Regions from separate parts of the Zea mays genome. Here region 1 is linked to region 2. The links are chromatin contacts, called in public Hi-C maps. All regions are on one chromosome and are shown on one strand. Each heading gives the region's core, a stretch centred on a gene start, on an enhancer-like site or on the middle of the called end of the contact. The rest is flanking DNA. Distances are from core to core; before and after follow the strand shown.

The links. A called contact is a pair of places that touch in the nucleus more often than the background predicts.
Region 1: a contact with region 2 is called in a Hi-C map of leaf, with 2.6 times the contacts expected there. The contact joins the promoter of LOC103651065 here to the enhancer-like site in region 2. A contact is called at or near these places in 6 of 25 Hi-C or Micro-C datasets (bundle sheath, ear, leaf and 1 more).

The regions. Positions count from the first base shown.
Region 1 is chr3:190,204,069-190,206,768 of Zm-B73-REFERENCE-NAM-5.0, forward strand. LOC103651065 (probable WRKY transcription factor 64) reads right to left here and starts at 1,438. Exons shown (of 4, transcript XM_020550430.1): 1 at 240-1,438.
Region 2 is chr3:189,909,502-189,912,201 of Zm-B73-REFERENCE-NAM-5.0, forward strand. No RefSeq gene overlaps it. Among protein-coding and RNA genes, the nearest start is that of LOC100193823, 58 kb to the right of the region's middle. Within about 2 kb of position 1,265, at least 19 of the 20 cell types and tissues checked have an H3K27ac peak or open chromatin away from gene starts, as enhancers often do. A contact at or near this core is called in bundle sheath, ear, leaf and 1 more, where this site is marked.

The sequences.
Region 1 (2,700 bases), core at 188-2,687, 290 kb after region 2:
TACTAAAGTAAAAGACAGGCACCAAGCCTTTTTACACAATTGCGACTGTTTTAACCATCTTTGAATTGAATTCTAGGTCAAAAGTAGTACAGAACTGTCCCACAAATCTTTGTAAATCTGATCAACAAATACAATGAAGTAAACGCTGTGTGAGCATCATCAATCTGAATGATAAATTATACTTTCCCATCTAAAATATTTGGAATGTAAAAGAGGGACGAGGGTGACAGGATTCTTACATGTTTCAGATGATGTGAGCACCATGGTGCACTAGTATGGGACAGTCACTAGCTTCGTAGTCCAAAAGGTCCCTCCCCTGATCATGCCTTCAGATAACTTTTCTGAAAATTGGTCTGCAGAAGTAGGATCTGAATTCGTTGCAATGCCACTTTCGTTAATGTATAACACTGTACTCCAGACTGCAACTACTCAACCACAGCACCATAGACTTCATCGTGCCCTGCCCGTTAATTATCTAAAACAAGTGGCAAACCGACAGTTGGAATACTTATGGAATAAAATTCCGTATGACCGTATCACAGTAATGAAGACCACTTTAGAAAACCAGCACAATTCACATGTGTGTTCATATGAGGTCATTTAGTCACGGCACAGGCCATGATACGAAAAGTGATTCTATCCTTTTGAAAAAGGAAAACGCGGAAATCTTCTCGAAGTGAGCTGATTTGGACCATGGCCCATAAGTAAGACCAGCGCACTCAAGCGTTGCAGAATAGTTTATAAGCACGCACCATTAGTCACTTCTCTGTCGTTATTACACTCGTAAACATCTGTTGAGAATTATCTTAAAGTCTTACGAATGGTTGCCTGACGTGCACTTCGCGCCATATGTATGTATGCAAATTAACTTAGATGTTATTGGCTTTACCTGATACGCCATAAAAACTAGCGTGCTTCATATTAAAGCCAGTTGCTGCAACGTAGTAATCTATAGAGACAAAAATATGGTAGAAAGTGGTACGGTACTACCTTAAAAACAAGCGAACAGATCGCGATCATCCTAGCTCTTTAAAAATCGATATTCTCAATCAGCCTACCTTTCGCCTGCGGGATTGGCCCAGCACCAGGAGATAAGGCAGCCAGGATTCATCATGAAGCCGGACTGTTTGGGTCAAAAGACATGGAACGATTCGGGCTCGCAGAAACGGTTGGACAGCCAATGAGCAAACCTGAAACCTCCTTGCACGATCCTCTCCGTTCCGTCGCAGCGAGTGTCCGAGAGGCCACCACCTCCTAAGGTCCTCCCGCATCGCCGTGCGGAGGCCCTCGGCCCTCCCGTCGGTGCAGTCCGCCGGAGGCCCTCCCATCGACGCCGCCGTGGGTGCCCTCCCGCGTTTTTCGCGGTCGGAAGTTTTCGTGGGCTATACGCAGGCTGAATCATTTATCGTTGGACTTCCTTTCCTGTTAGTGCGCTATGCGATTGTCTACAGGCGTGCGGACTGCCGTTAACGAAGTTGTGGGTTTTAAACTGTTTTTTGCTGGGCTGTAATGTATATCACGGGCCTATTTATATTTTTCATTCAAACTTAAAAACTCTGACTTTATAGCTAGAGTTCTAAGGGTATGTTTGATATGACTCTACTCCACTCTAGAGTAGCTCTACTCTAAAACTCCGGGTGAAGCAGCTCTGATCCAGAGTTTATATTGTTTCTCATAACAGGTGGCAATGGCGGGTAAATAACTTCAAACTTCATGACTATGTTGCTTTTTTGGAGTTTTCAGAGTAGCAAAAGAGGCACTCCAAAAAAATGTACTGTAGCTCCAAAAACTCTATAGAGTTTACAACTCTGGAGTTAGAGTGTTTAGCATGCCCTGACCAGCTCCTTCTCAAAGTTTTACTCTGGAGCCATACCAAACACGCCCTAAATAAGGCTACCTCCAGCAACAGCCGCTAAAGCGGTCTGTCCACTACATATAGTACATCGTAGCCTCCGGTATCCATCCAGCAGGGTCCTATATCTACTCTAATAAATTTAGTGCAGAGCATCATACACGCTGAATTCAGCGTTTCATTCGTCGCCCGCTATCCTGTTGTGCATCTGGACCCACTCACTTCCTCGTGTCGCATGCTGCTGAGCCCATCTTCCAGATCTAGACCCTCAACAGACAACAGCATGTTTCAAACTAGCTCGTCGTAATCCAATTTCAACGTACATGAACGTTTTTTCTTAATGCAAAAAAGGCACAAATGTATATTAAAAAGTTCTAGTAAAATATTTCTAAACATGTATGATTTATAATTACTAGATCCAAACAAAATCTATAATGTTATTTTTAGAAGCATAAGAAATTAAAATTGGGATTTTATGCAATATCGTGAAAAATAATATAGTTTTTAGAAGTTTGTTGACACTGTACATGTAGATGAACGAATTTAGGGGCTATTGTTGGAGATGGAGATGATACAGAGAACGAAATCTTTTAGAGTGTGTTGTAAAGTACAAAGAATATTTTTTTAGGAAATGAAATTTAGAGGAGTCGCTGGAGACCGCCTAAGTTTTATAAAGATAACTTTAACCAACCTTATATTAGAGTTTTAAAGCTCAAAAGTAAGCTAAAAATCTATGATTAAATTTTTTAGAGCTAAAGTTTAATAGAAGTAGCTCCAAATAGGACCTAAGTCAACTACTAAACATATGTCATATAAAACTAATTACTCCGTAAAGATTTAGTGCTCAT
Region 2 (2,700 bases), core at 15-2,514:
CTGTCAGACTTGAGGCGCAAAGGAAAGGTCCATAGGAAGTGAGAGCAATCATCAAGAATGACTAAATAATATTTGTAGCTAGAAATATTAGGAATAGGGGATGACCAAAGATCACAATGTATTAAATCAAAATTATTGATTGCTCGCGAACTAGAGGTGGGAAAGGGTAGACGCACATGATGCCCTAATTGACAAGCATGACACAAATGTTCGGAATCACTTTTATTACAAGTAATAGTGCATGATGACACTAGAGTAGACTGAGCCTCATGACCAAGATGTCCAAGACGACGATGCCAAAGAGTGGATGAAGAGACGGCAATAGCGAGTGCTAAGGGTCGGAAACCTGATGACAATAGAGGATATAGCGGGCCATAACTATTGCACCTGACGATCGCGCTCCATATTTTGAGGTCTTTGACAGAAAAACCAAAAGGATCAAATTCAATATAACATCTATTGTCAATGGTGATTTGTCGAATGAAAATGAGATTTTTAATAACTTGAGGAGAAACAGGAACATTATTTAGGTGAAGACGGCTACATGTGGCAGGAAAAGTAACGGGGCCGGTATGAGTGACATGTAAAAGAGAACCATCACCAACGACAATATTGGATGGAGTAGAAAAAGAAGGGAGTTGAGAGGTGCAAAGATTACCAGAGTTTGATGTCACGTGAGTTTCAACACATCTTTACTATACTTAAAGCACTAGTTTCAACAGTCGTCCTTCGTCATCTTTTTATAAAAAAGTTCATACATTTCTTTCAAATCAATTCAGTGTAAAATGTTAAAAAGCGGTGCATGAGGTGGGGTTTGAACCCACACCTTGATGGAAGAATGATGAAAGACACTAGGCGAAACTGTCTAACCAATAGAATATTATGGGTGTTTATAATATTAAATATAAATTGTACATATGTATATTATGTGAAAAGCGCAGATAATCAATAAAAATTTTTGAGATCTTTTCTGTGGATAATTTATGTGGGTATTGTTGTGAGGCGTCGCAACGTACGGGTAACCGACTAGTATATCCATAATTCGTGAGTTGGTGGTGGCTGAAGCATCATCGTGTTGAAGTTTGAAGCCAACTTGTTGGAGTCCCAGAATAAACCACCGGGGTGTGTCAGTCAGCCTGGTCGCTGTGGGTCGGCGTCTAGGAAATCTGGTGGTGGAGTCGGGCCTCCTCAGAGGGGGCCCAGGCAGGGGCGCTGTCGGAGGCTACATCCCTGGCGCCGTCGGAGGCTGTCCAGGCACCACGAGCCCATCGTAGAACAATTGCGGAGGTGTGCTGGGCGCGAGTGGTGGGACGCCTGATGGGCCGGCCCAATATGCTTAAAAGGTGCCGAAGGCCGCCTACCAGGATGTGGGCCATGCGAAATGGCCATCCCAAGACGCAGGAAATGCCACAGCACCAGAACCATGCCCGCCAGGCATCCTCTTGCCGCCGCCACGCCTGTTCGGCGGCAGCCACCGGCGTTGAGCGATGGCTCCATAGGAGGAGCCGAGGCAGCAAAGCCTGAGACGGCTGAGCCTGCTTGGCAGCCATGCTGATCTCGGCGAGGCGAAGGTAGGACTTCGCTTCGACGAACGTCGGGAACGGTCGTTGGCGTTGAATCTGTTAAGTAACCCTAGTTAGGGTTATGTGGGCAAATACCTGCTTTGCCCTGAGGGGTCTCACATCTCTATATAAGAAACATGTACACCCCTTCATAATAGAGAGATCAGAAAGAGGCCAGAGGCCCAACCCTATATCCAGTGTCTCGTGTGTTACTCTGTCGTGTTTCTGGGAAGGGAGACGGATTCTCTACAGCTTCTCGCGTCTCTACTGCTGACGGGAGGGAAGGGAGCGGATCTGGTGATCCGTGGTGACGTAGTTGTCAACACGTTATCAGCACGCTCTACCTCAACGTTGCTGCAGGATCGGAGATCTGCATCAACTCTCCGTCAAACCGGCAGGTCCTCCGGCCTTGCCGAACTGTCCTAGGCGACAGGCTTCGTTCCCATTTACTGAATCAAGACACATGGTATGTAATTTCTAGATCGGAACTACGATTTAGTTCCAATCTAAAGTTTATTGCGGCTCAAAACAAAAATACCGATGTTGGGTGCCACGCGTAGCAATGGGTTTCAGTCGTCGGCCCCTTCACGCACTGCAGTGATTGCTTGATTGGTGCTGGTGTCCGGTGCTATCCTTACTGCGAAAAAAATGGATCACCACGCTCCCATACGCTCCTGGAGTCCTGATCTGGTTAAAACGGTAGCTGCCGTTTTGAATGGCTAGTCATACGGGTGGGCACCAGCCACCAGGTCTTGCATGCAACGTGAATGTGGCACCAGACTAGTGTGCGAGCGGCTGAAAAAAAGGAAACAGATCACATGCAACGTGAATGTGGCTCCTGTATCCGGTCAAAACTATTTTAGGTCATGTGCTTCGCATGCAAATTGAGATATTTTTGGCTCATACACTAATTACGGTCAATAATAGCACATGGATATTATGGCTAATATCCATGCATGATCTGCATGCATCATCTCGTCCATTAACGAAAAAAATATAGTTGTAACTAATGGGATAATATTTTCCCATAAATTCCTGTTGAATTAATCAACTTTAATATATTTTTTTTGCATGCTCTATGTTATTTATACTATTTATTTTCTGTTGCAAATAGCAATTAGAATAAAGCATGTTTAAA